Regions from separate parts of the Sus scrofa genome. Here regions 1 and 2 are each linked to region 3. The links are chromatin contacts, called in public Hi-C maps. All regions are on one chromosome and are shown on one strand. Each heading gives the region's core, a stretch centred on a gene start, on an enhancer-like site or on the middle of the called end of the contact. The rest is flanking DNA. Distances are from core to core; before and after follow the strand shown. Region 1 overlaps NUP214 (nuclear pore complex protein Nup214). Region 2 overlaps LOC110256424 (a long non-coding RNA gene). Region 3 has its middle 31 kb from the start of PRRC2B.

Region 1 (4,499 bases), core at 895-3,394, 110 kb before region 3:
TGTCTCGTGACCTTAGACCTGCAGAGTGACAGGAACCTTGTCTCTGTGATACTGTTTATATCAAATTTGTATGGAGTGTAATTTACGTTGGGTCAGACCCCGCTGCTGGATTACGCTAGTGTTTCTGCCAGAGGAGAGGGTCTGTGCAGGTGCAGTGTGACCTGTCCTTGGAACCCCGGAGAGGTCATCCGACGGCTCTGCAGGGACAAGCTTGCTCCTGGCTAGTTTGTGCACAAGTGAGGAAGACTCCTCCTCAGTGAAACACTGGGCCAGCAACAAGATCCTTTTTTTTTTTTTTTGCTTTTTAGAGCCGCTCCTGTGGCATATGGAGGTTCCCAGGCTAGGGGTCAAATCAGCTGTACCTGCCGGCCACAGCCACAGCCACGCTAGATCCAGGCCGCCTCTGCGACCTACACCACAGCTCATGGCAACGCCGGATCATTAACCCACTGAGAGAGGCCAGGGATCGAACCCGCGTCCTCAGATGCGTCTCCACTGTGCCGCAACAGGAACTGCCAAGATACACCCTTACTTACTGTGTTTTTCTTTCAAGAGCTGGAGACTGTTACTTTGGGGCCGCTCAGAGAAAACTGACATTGTTGACCATAGAAACGGGGAGAAGCAGACACCCCACCATTTAATGCCACTTCGTTTCAGGGTGTCTTAAATAAATCCTAAAACATTTCAACATACAGAGCTCCTGTTGAAACTGCAGATGACAACTGTTACAACTGGAACGACCTAATTCTTGTGATCTTTGCAAAATGAAGAGGGGTTTCACTTTCCACTGCCAACCTGCTCTGTTTTCTTGCATTGAACACGATTGGGATATGGCGGGAGGAGAGTTAGAGAATCGAGAGGGAAGGTCTGTTTGCTGAGGAGCTGCCTGCCGCCTGCTTAGGTGCTTTCCACGCACTGGCTCCTTCAGTCCTCGCAGCTGCCTTGCTGGGCAGTCGCCGTCCCCATTTCATGCACGAGGAGACAGGGACTCGGGAAGGTGAAGCCCTTGCCCTGTAGTTATTAGGTGTTTTGAGCCGGGGCCGACTGCACGGCTCATTATTCCACTGTCATATCTGTCAACGTCTTAGAGACAAAGGAGCCTTAAAGAGAGAAAAGGGTGAAGAAGCCCAAAGACTTGTGGAGTTCCCCCTGTGGCACAGTGGTTAATGATCCAGCTTGTCTCTGGTGGTGCCGGGTCGATCCCAGGCCCAGAGCAGTGGGTTGAGTGGCATTGCTGCAGCTGCGGCTCGGATTCAGTCCCCTGGCCCGGGAACTTCCTTATGCCACAGGTGCAGCCAAAAAAGAAAAAGAAAAGCCCAAAGACTTGTACATATTCCTGACTCCTCTGGAATTGAAGCTTTCCAGCATTGTCCCAATAAAATCATTTCATCTCTGTGCTTCTGATTTCTCCAGAAGGAGATCCAGCCTCTCATCTCGCATTTGAATTTGTTTCTATTTGGAATTTTTGCCTTGTTAGCACGAACAAAGTCAGAAAATTGCAGTCCTCTGTTCTTGAAATGCCAAATAAATAAAAGGAACGGCTGAGAAGTCTGGCTTTTGTCTTCAGTGTCCCATGTCCTGCCATTGAAGGAATCAGAGGTAACCTTCAGCTGGCTCATGATGGCATTTTGAGACTCCACCAGGGGACGTACCATCCCGTGGCACCATACATGAAGGCGATGAAAAGGGCTTTGGTAACCACTCCTGCTGTCAGTCCCTGAACACACTCACGGCCAAGCTCTCAGACTGTCAGCAGTCGTTTTACAGAGCAGGTGACCGTGCGGTGGTGCCTGGAAATTTGAGAGGTTGTGTCCCTGAGATAAGGCTCCCGCTTCCTGGGTGCAGATCAAGAGCATCCCAGCGGCAGATATTAGCAGCTTCCCATCTCCCCTTGGGACCGGGGAGGGGAGATTGGCGGGGGAGCGAGAGGGGAGACCCCAGGGTTGATGGGCACGGCGGGCCACCTCTTCAGACAGCTGGCTGCGAGAGTTCCGCTCTTCTTCCCGTCACCCCCGCTGGGAGACCCTGACTGGCTTTGGGGGAGGCTGGCCAGTGCGGATGTTTGTACCTCGCTTGGGGACAGAGTCGGCACTCTATCGCCCACCCGGAGCGTGTCGTTTTTCCTATTTATGCCTGTGTCTTTGGGCATTGGTCCCATTCCAGATAGCGTCTTGCTGCCTTACCATGAGCTCAAACGCAGTATAATAAAGCCCCATCTGAACATGCTGGGGACATGTGAGTTGCCCCCCCGCCCCGAAAAGTGCTAAAAACGCCTGTTCTGTAGTGTGCCGTTTGTATCATCCAGATGTTTCTGTGCATGTGACTTTGTTTAATAGGTCCCTTGTCAGATTTGCATTTCTTGTAACAAAATCTTCTCACCCATCTTGGTTTTTAGTAGCTAGTCTCCTTTTTTCCTTTAGTTCTTGGAGCTGAGGGGCGTGACCCACCAGATAAGCATCCAAAGGTCAGGGGCTTGGTTGAACCTCTTAGGAAGCGGAAGTCCGATGGGAAGGCTTGCTGGCCCCGTGGGTTCTTCAGGACCCCCCCAGCTCCCGTGCATCGGGAGGAGCAGCAGGGTTTGTCTTACCTCGTCTGCCCTTCTCTGAGCAGATCAGGCAGCGGCAAGCAGGCCCAGCTAGACGATAAAAGCAGCACTCCGGAAGCCGTTACGCCTGGGTTGGATTTGCTCTGTCCGTTTCCCCTAGTTTGCCAGACGGTGAGGCTGGTTCTCACCTGAGGAGCTCCATGAAGACAAGTTGGGGTCTTCAGCAGCAACGGTCTCGTGTGGCCGCAGGGTCGGTCCGCAGTTGGACAGACCTGATGCCCGTGGGCGCAGATGCCGTTCTGCACAAGAGCCTCTTTACCAAGACCCACTGCCGCCCCTTTATTTTCTGCCCGTAGACTCATGCCAGGAAATCCTGAGCCTGGGCCCCGGAATGATTAAAAACATGACATCAGGGAGTTCCCATTGTGGCTCAGCAGGTTAAGAACCTGACTAGGATCCGTGAGGATGCAGGTTCAAACCCTGACCTCACTCGGTGGGTTAAGACTCCAGTGTTGCCACAAGCTGCAGCATAGGTCACAAATGCAGCTTGGATCCCGCGTGGCTGTGGCTGTGGTGTAGGCCAGTGACTGCAGCTTCGATTTGATCCCTAGCCTCCTGGGTCCCTTCCATGTGCCACAGAGGCGGCCCTAAAAAGAAAAAAAAGAAAAACAAAAAAACCTTTTCGTCAGGATACGTGCACATCAGAGACGGCTTCTCCCTCGCTGCCACTCCGCTCCCTGGATCCTGGACTGGGCGGCACCCCCTTCTCCCCAAACGCCTCATGAGGTCTCCTCCTTCTGTGTTCTGAGAGGCCGGTAAGGACATCTTTCTCCCTCCGATCTGCTCACCTGCGTTCTTCTTCTCTTCAGATACCTCCAACCTGTTTGGAAACAGTGGGGCCAAGACGTTTGGTGGATTTGCCAGCTCCTCGTTCGGAGACCAGAAACCTACTGGCACTTTCAGCTCTGGAGGAGGAAGCGTGGCCTCCCAAGGCTTTGGGTTTTCCACCCCGAATAAAACAGGTACTCCTGTTCCTCCTCGCCGCAGTCATTTTTGTATGTCCCTTTAATACGCAGAGACACGTGGACAGGTGGAGGGCTCTCTGGAGTGGTTCTCAAGGGAACGGGACTGGAGAATGGAGGAAGAGACTTTGCCCACAGTTCAGCTGCTGTTTCCTGAGCTTCTGTCGTGTTTCTGGCACCATGAAGTCATGCAACCCTTAAGAGAACTTCGTGTGTTTTTAGGGAAGAAAACATTATGTAATAAGCAAAGTGAGGGCACCTATAAGAGAGTGATAACTACGATATAAACAAGAGAGCATCCTGAGTCTGATGTGCTCAGGCACCCATGACCTGTGACGGGCAGGACAGGCTGGCTGTTTAATTTCTCGTGTCTCTGTCATTTTGTCCTCTTTCCCCAATCCCCCTTTTTATTAACCTTTTCATTGAGTGTGAGATAAGTAAATACATTACATGTTCCTGTACGTAGATAGTAGCCACACAGAGTAACTCAGAGCTCAGTGAATTTTCACACTTGGCACATACCCATATAGTCCAGAATAAAGGATGTTACAGAAGCACTTTTTATCCCAGTGCTTCTTCGAGAGCATACATTTATAAACTGTGTGGCCTTTTATAAGCATGTGTTATTACACTTATAATGAAAAATGTTAAAGAACAAACATGTTTACGCAGCGAAAACGTCCTTCTTTTCTGTCCACTGCCCGTCCATCCTATCTCTGTCTCTGGGACCTACACAGGGTCTGCATGCCTGCCCTGGTTGTGTGGAAAATTGCATGACAAGTTTTGTTAAGGCAGAGGGGGCGGATGTGTGCTGAGAAAGTAGTTCTCTAAAGCACACGCCCACAGGTAAGTGGGCGGGATGCTTCTCCCTTGTGTGTGGGGGCGACTCTGAGTCTGACGATTCCAGAGCAAGGCTCCCGCCCTAGGAGCAG
Region 2 (4,990 bases), core at 2,060-4,559, 66 kb before region 3:
TGTGCACCTTTTAAGGGCGGCGCTCCTATTTCCCACAGCCCTCTGGGTCCCCCGAACATAAGCACCTCTGGCCTTCAGAGATCGATCTGCTGGGGGCTCATCTTCCCGTTGCGGGACCCCGGGCTGCAGAGCCTGGTGTGGGGCCCAGACACCTTGCTCCTTGGGGGGAACCTCTGCAATTGCAATCATTCTCCCATTTGTGAGTCGCCCCCTCCGGGCTGGGGATGGGTCTTGCCTGTTCCGTGGCTCTGCCTCTCCTTCTCAGAGTCCCTCTTATCTTTAGTGCCAACCTCCTCTGCTGGATTCCAGTCTTTCTCATCCATGGTTGATCTGCTACTAGTTGGAACTTTGGGGTGCCCGTGGGAGGAGGTGAGCTCAGAGCTGTCCATCATCACCACCCTGGACCAGAATCTCGGTAAGCAACCGTTCCTAGCCCCATTCTCCAGACCCGTGTCCCCACACCCTGCGCAACGCAAGGTGGCACAGCCAGCAGGGGTGGGGGGGCGCGGGCCTGCAGCCCCGGGTGAGCTCACCCCGACTCTCTCCTGCCTCTGCGGCCAATTGTGTCAGAAGTAACGGGCACTGCCGTCTCGGAGGCCCGAGAGCTCCTACTGCCAGGCAGGGGCCCCTGTGCGCGGCCTTCCCGGAATCGTCCCTCAGTCATTCACCTGTAACGGGCACCTTCCAGAGATCCGCTGCCCGCCACCGCGCGGCCCCCACACCCCCTCCATCCTTCTCCTCAAAGACCCTCAGCTCCTCCAGCCGCTCGGATCCGCCCCAGACCCCCTCCCTCACTGGCTCAGACTCCCTGGTCTCATCTCCAGGAAAAGGCCTCCTCCTCCGGGAAGCCCTCCCACCCCCACCCCAGCCCCGCGGACCGTCACCGTCGCCCAGGTTCCACCCCACGTCTTCTCCTCAGGGCTCTGTGCCCCTGCTGCTGCCTCTGAGGCACCTGGTGGCCGGGACACGGCAGGTAGGCAGGGTAGGTCTGTGCGGAAGGAAGGCTGGCGCGTCCAGAGACGCGCTCCCTGAGGACCCAGACCCACCAGGCCCCGTGACCCCTGCATCCATTCGCACCAAAGGACCAGAGCAGGGACAGCTGTAGAGACAGAAATTAGCTTCATGGCTGCTGAGGGCTGGGGTGTTGGGTGGGGGTGACAGCTAACAGGTGGAGGGTTTCTTTTTGAGATGAGACGATCCCTGAAACGACTGGCGATGGCAGCGCAGTCCGTCGCCACACCAAAACCAGGGAACTGCACACTAAACGGGTGGACGGCGGTCTGTTAAGCACGTCTCAATAAAGCTGTGAAAAAAATGTCTAACAGGCTTGTCTGGCTGACGGGCCGAAACGCGATGTGTGTTTGCCGAGGATACGCAGAACCCTGCATAACAAGACCCGTGGTCTGGGTGTTGCAGCGACTTTTAGCCGCATGGAAAGAGAAGTCTCTGGTCTCTAGCATAAACCCAACCCAGAGGGGTCGGCCTCAGGCAGCCCCCCATGCACGTTTAACACTGAGCCCAGCCCCTCCCCCTTGGCTGGGTCCGCGCAGGAGAGGACTCGCTCGCTCGGGTGTGTGTCCCTGCTTGCAGACTAGGAAACGCAGGCAGGCGCGAGGTCAGGCGACCGCCACCCTCGCTCAGCAAGACAAGTGGCAGCCAAGAATAGCGCAGGGCTCCTGACTGCGCCTCCTTTGCCGTAAACAGCCAGCCTCGCCCCAACCCCCACCCCCATCTGAGACCATGGACGGACCCCACACACAGGATTTTTAAAGGGACCATCAAGCACGACCCCCGGGCAGTAACACTGAGACCTGTGTTGGGGCCAAGCCGAGGGAGGAACCAGCCCCGTCTCTGCATTCCCGTTTGCAGAGACAAGTCGGGAGGGCCCGCTGGGTCGGGCCGGGCTGGCTCCTGCCAGGACCGATGTCAGCTGTGCGGGTGGGCCTCTCTGGACACAGGCGCAGAGCCCGAGCTGGTCATCAGATGTGTTGTTTTGCATTTAATGATTTCCGTCTTCTAGGGCCAGCGGGACCACTGACGACTCGTGTCAAGCCTCATGCTCGGGGCCTTCTGTGCCCGTTAACGAAGGAACGGTTACGGACGGTGTGGTAGAAGTGGGATGTGGGAAAGCCAGGGACGAGGTAGCCAAAAAGGCAGTGACAGAGCCGGGTCAAAGGGCAGCTATTCGGAACCAGCCCAGGTCTGCAGCTTCCCTGCCAAGCGACCTTCAGCAAGGCCCTGGCTCTTTCCGAGGGTCAGTTTCCTCATCTGTGAAAAGGGGGAGCCGGCTGATGTATAGGGAGAGGCAAGGGCCATGGCAGCACCAAAACGCTCCCTGTTCGGATGCGTGTCATCAGAGGATTTCGCGGCGCTGATGAGCTGACAGGTCGCTAGGGGACGGTGTGTGCGCAGTGGCCTGCGGCTGCCTACAACATTCGCCCTAATTGAGGGCCTGGCCCCCAGCCAGGTGGGAAACAGTTTCCATGGGGCCGCTCAGGCCGGATGGATGAGGACCAAGAGGCAACTCTCAAGCCGGAGGTGAGAGAGGGCACCTGGGCCGTGGGAAGTGGCCAGCGGCCTGAGAGCCCTCGCCTTTCTGCAGTTGCCCGTAGGCTGCCTCCCTCTTGGACCCAAGTGGGTTTTCTCTAGGCCTCAGGGTTTGTCCAGCGCAGAGGTTGGGCTACACCCACAAGTGGCTTAAGAGGTAGAAGGCAGGCTGGGGGCGGGGGTGGGCCCAGGGCACCTGCTTCTCCAAGACATCTTGGGGCAGGTGGGCTTGGCCCAGCCCGGACAGCCGGCTCCCCAGGCCTGGGCTCCTGGGGAGGACCCTGCAGCAGCTGCTAGAGCCTGGGCTCTGTGTCTCGTCCCAGTCTGGGGCTTCTAAATTTAACCTGCCGTCAGCTAGAGGGGCTGGAGGGCTTCCACAGGGTGATCAGATGCCACTCGGAATCCACTTTACTCATGACCCCCTGCCCTCTGCACACATTCCCCTCCAAGCACTACCCCCAAATGCAGGCAGCCGTCCTCGCATCCTTGCATGTCTCCAGGGTAAAGATTGAAGACCCGAGCCGCCCTGGATCCTGATCAGATCCAGCTCACTTTCTTCCTGCCATTGGCCAGGGTTGCACCCTGTTCTCTGTTCACACGCAGACGCACACACACAGACACACACCCACCATGGTCCCAGGGGCAGAGCCCAGGAGCTGACTCCACAATTGAAAGCCAAACCACGACAGAGCTGCACCACCCATAAGCCATCTGGGTGGAGGGCGGCCAGCCGAGCCCATTACACAATTTCCTGCTTTGGTGTCGCAGCCCCAGGAGACAGGATGCAGAATGCCGTTGGGTTGCTGCAATGTGGGAAGCCCAGAGAAGAGACCAAACCTCCCATGCCCAGAGTGGATAAGGCCACCGCCTGCCCAGCAGATGAGCCTACGACCTGCAGCTGCCTGGACAGCCCTTGAAAGGAATGAGCAGGCCCCCCATGGGCCACAGAGAGCTGAGAGCACAAAAACCTTCCTGTAGGCAGAGGAAGGCGTTTCCTGTGGGGGGAACCCAGGATAGAGTGAGCCACAGGCAGGGGGCCGCCTCATCATTAGGCACCATTAATTACTGCGCCGGGAGTTCCCATCATGGCTCAGTGGAAATGAGTCCGACTAGCATTCATGAGACCCCTGGCCTTGCTCAGTGGGTTAAGGATCCAGCACTGCCATGAGCTGTGGCGTAGGTCTCAGATGTGGCTCCGATCTTGCATGGTGGTGGCGGAGGCGGAGGCTGGCAGCTACAGCTCTGATTCGACCCCTAGCCTGGGAACTTCCACACATGAGTGCGGAGCTAAAAAGACAAAAACAATGCAAAAACACTACTGCACTGAATGTGTGACCTTGCGACTGAGAGCACGTGGAGGGAAGGTTTGGGTCCCGGGGCGGCAGTTCCGATCCTGTCTCTGCCTCTCCCCAGACGCATGGCTTTGGGCGGCTTCTCCCCTCTGTGAAGCGGGGATGAGGAAAACCCCTAAACCTCAGGATTCAGCAAGTTAACACCCAGAAGAGTAGAATAGCCGTGTTGTCGCTGCATCAGCCAGGAGGCGGCTGCTCGGAGAAACCCCATCTTCCATACAAGGTAAGTGGCTCGGTGTCTTGCCCAGACTCACAAAAGCGGCCTTGGATCCGTGGTCCACCTTCAGAGGCCCACACCCACTCCAAGACCTCTGGCTGCCCGACCTCCCATCCTTCCATAAGGAAGTTCTGATCCAAGGAGGATGCTTACTCTCAGCGCTCTGACCCCACACAACCCCTTCCAGCAGCCGCAGGCGAGGGCAGGGCCAGGCTCTAGGCTGACGCGGTCCTAGCATCCACATCCATGTCTCCCTGTGAAGACAGGTTTGCAAGTCTCTGGGGAAAGACTCAGTCTACACACCAACCCTCCTTGCCACACCCCTTTCTGCTGTTTGCCACAAAGCCAAGCTGTCCTGGTCCCCCGCCCCTCCTCCCCGCAGGGCCCCAGCCAGGGGGCACTGTGGGTGGGACTGAGGTCCCAGGGCGGGGACCGCAGAGGAGGCATCCTTGAAGGGGCCCGCCTTCGCCTTCCCAGGCCCTCAGCACAGGATCCCCACCCCCAGCTCCCACCACACGCCCACCCCGCCCCCCAAACACATGCATCCTTAGAGCCTTCATCCACCCCCCCCAAGAACCGCCACTCCAGAAACATCCAAATCCTAGCCAGGCCTACTTTAAAATTACACTTTATTTCTCTTTGTGAATATTCCTTGTGGTTTTATTTAAAAAGGTTCATTTTACATTTTTCTTCAAGAGTCTCGCGCCTCCTGGTAAGTGCATTGGTTTGTTTTCACAGTACTCTCCACGACCACGGACGGTCCTTATTGCTGGAGGAGGGTGTCCATGCTGCACAGCAGGACACCAGAGGGCTCGGGGCCCCAGGCGAGGCCTGGGGTCTGTGCTCCTGACATGAGGGAGAGGCCGGGGGACCA
Region 3 (4,564 bases), core at 1,956-4,455:
CAACCCTGGCTCTTCTGCTTAGAGCTGAGGGACCCTGACTAGCAGCCTCGCTTGTCTAAGTCTCTGTTTCTTCATCCATATAGTGGGAACCTCAGTGGTCTCTCGTTCCGAGGGCTCTGATGACGCTGACCCTGCTTGTCCATGTGGTGAGGCAGGCGTACACCTGCCGTACAGGTAGTGCTGAGTCAGTGTGTGTCTGAGCGTGTGACCCACAGGGAGCGTTTCCAGTGCTGCTGTCCAGGCGACGCTCCATCCTGAGCCCTCTGCTCGCATCTACTTCACGGCCCTGAGAGCTAAGAGCTTCCATTATCTGTCACTGGAGCCTTGATTCTCTTATCCGTTTTTTTGGTTTATTTTTGTTTCTGTTTTCTTTTTAAGGCCACACCTGCGGCATATGGAAGTTCCCGGGTTTGGGGTTGAATCAGAGCCATAGAGGCTGGCCTATGCCACAGCCACAGCAACGTGGGATGCCAGCCACGTCTGCAACCTACACCACAGCTCATAGCCACGCCGGATCCTTAACCCACTGAGTGAGGCCAGGGATCAAACCCTCATCTTCATGGACACTATGTCAGGTTCTTAACCTGCTGAGTCCCAACAAGAACTCCTATCTTTTTCTTTTTCTTTTTCTTCTTTTCTGCGTACACCTACTCAGCTGTGGCAAACACCAGATCCTCAACCCACCATGCTGGGCCAGAGACCGAACCTGCGCCACTGCAGAGAAAATGCCTGATCCTGATCCTACTGCACCATAGCGGGAACTCCATCAATTCTCTTATCTTTAATGGGGCGGACAGACAGGTGTGTGAAGACGGCGGCACTTTGAGACCCTGCCCGGAGGGCCCTCCAGCCTCTGGCCGAGAGCCCCACCGACCTCACCAGGCACCTCCTGGCTCCCAGAGCAAACATCTGGGCTTCCAAAGAAGCAGCTGCCCCTCTCCCAGCCCCAGCCAGCAGGGTCCCCTCCTCTGAAGGGTCACGCTCCAGCTCCCAGGGTTCTCTCACACCAGGTCTTCCTGTGGTGATAACCCCCTTCCTGCCCCTGGAGCGCCCTCCCCACTTGGCCCAACTCGGAAGAGGGGCCGGAAGGTGGCAGGTTTATCTTCCGCGCCTTCCGAGGGCCGCCCGGCTGGAATGTGTCCTCTGATAACAACTGGTTGTGAGGGGCTGGGGCAGGGCGGGCTCCCGTCGTGGGCTCTCTGAGACATGTGGGGCTGGCTGATAAGGCCAGGAGCCAAAGCCCCCTTTGGACAAGCTCTGGGCGGCGTCTGAGAAGGGCCCAAGGTTCATAGCACTTCCTCCCATCCATCAGATGTGAAGGGGGCGCAACCTGGGGTGGCCGAGTGTTGGGGGCGGCAGGAAAGGACCCAGCTCAGGGGCCGGGGGATGAGGACACAAAAAGAGGAATTCTCTAGAAATGAAACTTGGATTCCTTCCTTCAACAAATGCTGAGCTGAAAAACACACGAAAACTGATGCTGAGCTGAATGAGCGCATCTAGAACCAAGGTGAAGCAGAAGACCTGGGTTTGAGTCCTGGCTCTGTCACTGAGGGGCAGCTGACTCTGCCTTGGGGGCCTCAGTTTCTTCATCTGTGAGATGGGGAGAACAGGTATCCTGTGAGGCTTCGAGGAGGGGACATGGGTATCTCGGGCCGCGCCCTGGTGCCTGGAAGGTAAATCGTTATAAACCCTAACTGGGGAACTCAAGGGCTGGGTGGTGGAGAAATGTTCCCACCTCCACCTCCCTCTGCAAGGCTGTGTACAATGACAAGGAGGCTCTTGTGGGGTGGGGTGTGGGCAGCCTCCTGGAGCCTGTGGGAAAGTGGGTGCAGAAGGCTGAGCCAGAAGCCAGAAGGCTTCTCTCCTGGGGCGCCTGTCTTTTTTTTTTTTAATGAGTGTAATGTTTATTTTAGATTCTCTCTCTCTCTAGCTTTTTTTTTTTTTTTTTTTTTTTTTTAGTTTTTTGTCTTTTTTGCCACAAGGCAGCATGTGGTAATTCCCCGGCCAGGGACCAAACCTGCACCATACAGCAATGACCAGAGACACAGTGAAGAACACAGGAGCTGAACCCACTAGACCATCAGAGAACTCCCTGGCTCTTCTCTTTTGCTGCATCCGGCTCATTTCACCCTCTGCAGTCTGGCTCCCTCTGTTGCCATGGCCACCCCACCGCCCCCCTCACCTGCATCCAGGACCTCTTCCCTCAGACAGCGCCCATCCCACGCGAGATTCCCTGAGACCTAATTCCAAATATCCCGAGAGCTCATCGGCGGGGCCATGGACAGACCTGGCTTCTGTTGGGCCCCCAGCTGAGCCCAGTCCACTTTGGCTGCCAGCTGGGGACCCCATGTCAGGCAGACAGGGAGCTCTCTGAGAACCAGGCTGGGCTGCCCCCACTGAGGCACCCTCTGTGACAAGGACAGGCTGCCACAGGCCCTCCAGAAAAGGTCTCTTCTGGAAAAGCAGCTCCTGCTCCTTGGCTCGTCTCGTGTGCCCAGCCATGGAAGGGCACTGCCTCGCTACAGCCCTGAACAGGCTTCCTATCTCCACCTCACTGTCAGGTGAAGTGACTTGCCCCCAGGCCACCTGGCAGCTCAGACCCGCAGGGCCTCCAGCCTGGGGTGGGCAGTGCCGGGGGGAGAGAGGACGCTGGGGAGTCAAGAATATTCCTGCTGGGCTCAGCCTCTGAGTCTTGTGATGCTGAAATTCAAGAGCCCCCTGACTCAGCAGGATATTAATAAGCCTGGCGGACTCCCAGGGGACCAGCTCTGCCTGGGGCCAGAGCAGAAGGACTTCTAGCCCAGTGGCCTGGGATCTCCCAATGTCCAGAGCCGGCCCCATGGCCCCAGCTCCTGCCCCTCCCCCTCTGCCTGCCCCAGCCCAGCCTCTCCTGGCAGTAATTCATGGGGCTATGGGGGGGTGAGGAGAACTTTCCCCACGGCTGAGTGGGCCTGGACAAATCTCACTGAGCTTAGAAGCATCTAGAAGAGACGAAGCAGGAGAGACAGAACCAAAGAGCCTGGGGGAGGCAGGGTCATTGGTTAATGGTCTGGGTTCAAGTTTGGCTCTCCCACGTCTAACTTGGAGACTTGGGACCAATCACTTAACAATGCTGAGTGTGGTTTCTTAATCTTCAAAGTGGGATCCTAACAGCTTAGTCCTGGCTTTGGTGTGAGGATCCAATGAGGTGGTTGTCGCAAAGGGCAAGTTCCAGGAATGCCAGCTCCTCCTCACCTGTCATCACCACTGTCGCAGCTGATGGGCTGGATGGTCCATTCTGGACTGGGTTTCTGTCCCACAGCGCTCTCTAGTGGGAAAAGGTGGTTCCTGCAGGGACTCCCTGCAGGTTGTGTGGGCATCTCTGCTTCTGAGCCCCAAAAGGTCCAAGATGTCGCCTTTCGGATTGGCTTAAGCTCATGGCCCCTGTGACATACTGGCAGGGCAGGCAACGAGGAAGAAGACCCACTCCCTTCCCTTCGAAGTTCAAAACACGACAGGCTGGTTTGGCATCAGCCCCATTGTGCGCCAGCCCCCTCCACCCTAGGGTCAAGCCACCACCGCCCTGGTCCTCAGAGACCTCATCGACAAACAGGAAGCCTTGAAGACCAGCATAGGAGCTGGGCGCTCAGGAAGTGGCAGCCGACCAGGTGCTGGCCCACCAGCACTTAGGGGACTGTGATTCACTCCAGCCAGCGGCCCTGAGGGTGGTGGATTCAGAGAGGGCGAGGCCTGGGGTCCTGGGGCGGCAGGGTCCTTTCCAGGGCTGCCTAAGTGGAATTTTTCTTTCTTTTTTTTTTTTTTTTTTGGCCTCGCCCGTGGCATGTGGAAGTTCCCAGGCTTGGGATCAAACCTGAGCCACAGCAATGACAACGCCAGATCCTTAACTGCCAGGGCCCAAGGGAAGTCCCCAAGTGAAACATTTGCCTTCAGCAGACCCAGCGTGTCTTCTGCCTGCTTCCTAGCACCTGCTGCTGCCCCAGACTGGACATCCTGTGAGCTTAAACCCCCTGCTTCGGGCTCACACACCATTGAGGAGTTCCCTCGTGGTACAGCTGGTTAAGGATCTGGTGTTGTTACTGCAGCACCCCATTCCCTGCTGTGGCACAAGTTCAATTCCTGGCCCAGAAATACCCACATGCCACCGGCACGGCCCCCCCCAAAAAAAGCCATTGAAATTTTGACAAAGATTGTATTGAATCCGTATATTTCTTTGGGTAGTATTGTCATCTTAACAACACTAAGTCTTTCAATCCAATGTCTTTCCATTGATGTACGTCTCCTTTTATTTCTTTCAGCAATATATACATTTTTTTTTTTTGGTATTTTTAGGGCCATACCCTCAGCATATGGAGGTTCCCAGGCCACGGTCGAATTGGAGCTGCAGCTGCCGGCCTACACCACAGCTCACAGCAACACCAGATCCTTAATCCACCAAGGGAGGCCAGGGATCAAACCAGCATCCTCATGGATACTAGTCAGCTTCGTTTCTGCTGAGCCACGATGGGAACTCCTATTTCTTTCAGCAATATTTTGTAGTTTTCAGTGTGCAAGTCTTACCCTTTCT

The links. A called contact is a pair of places that touch in the nucleus more often than the background predicts.
Region 1: a contact with region 3 is called in a Hi-C map of mesenteric adipose tissue, with 2.1 times the contacts expected there. The contact joins two enhancer-like sites. A contact is called at or near these places in 7 of 47 Hi-C or Micro-C datasets (alveolar macrophages, fetal heart ventricle, heart right ventricle and 4 more) and 1 of 2 datasets of contacts at active chromatin or transcription factors (skeletal muscle).
Region 2: a Hi-C map of skeletal muscle shows a contact between it and region 3, with 8 times the contacts expected there. The contact joins two enhancer-like sites. A contact is called at or near these places in 5 of 47 Hi-C or Micro-C datasets (blood, embryonic fibroblasts, fetal liver and 1 more) and 1 of 2 datasets of contacts at active chromatin or transcription factors (skeletal muscle).

The regions. Positions count from the first base shown.
Region 1 is chr1:271,198,732-271,203,230 of Sscrofa11.1, forward strand. It overlaps NUP214 (nuclear pore complex protein Nup214), which reads left to right. Exons shown (of 35, transcript XR_002337892.1): 32 at 3,415-3,567. Among named protein-coding and RNA genes, the nearest start is that of FAM78A, 57 kb to the right of the region's middle. Within about 2 kb of position 2,145, at least 2 of the 83 cell types and tissues checked have an H3K27ac peak or open chromatin away from gene starts, as enhancers often do.
Region 2 is chr1:271,237,597-271,242,586 of Sscrofa11.1, forward strand. LOC110256424 (a long non-coding RNA gene) reads left to right here. Exons shown (of 3, transcript XR_002337903.1): 1 at 1-415; 2 at 825-4,122. FAM78A (protein FAM78A) reads right to left here. Exons shown (of 2, transcript XM_013993942.2): 2 at 4,716-4,990. Among named protein-coding and RNA genes, the nearest start is that of FAM78A, 18 kb to the right of the region's middle. Within about 2 kb of position 3,310, at least 35 of the 83 cell types and tissues checked have an H3K27ac peak or open chromatin away from gene starts, as enhancers often do. A contact at or near this core is called in fetal liver and skeletal muscle, where this site is marked.
Region 3 is chr1:271,303,691-271,308,254 of Sscrofa11.1, forward strand. No RefSeq gene overlaps it. Among named protein-coding and RNA genes, the nearest start is that of PRRC2B, 31 kb to the right of the region's middle. Within about 2 kb of position 3,206, at least 11 of the 83 cell types and tissues checked have an H3K27ac peak or open chromatin away from gene starts, as enhancers often do. A contact at or near this core is called in fetal liver and skeletal muscle, where this site is marked.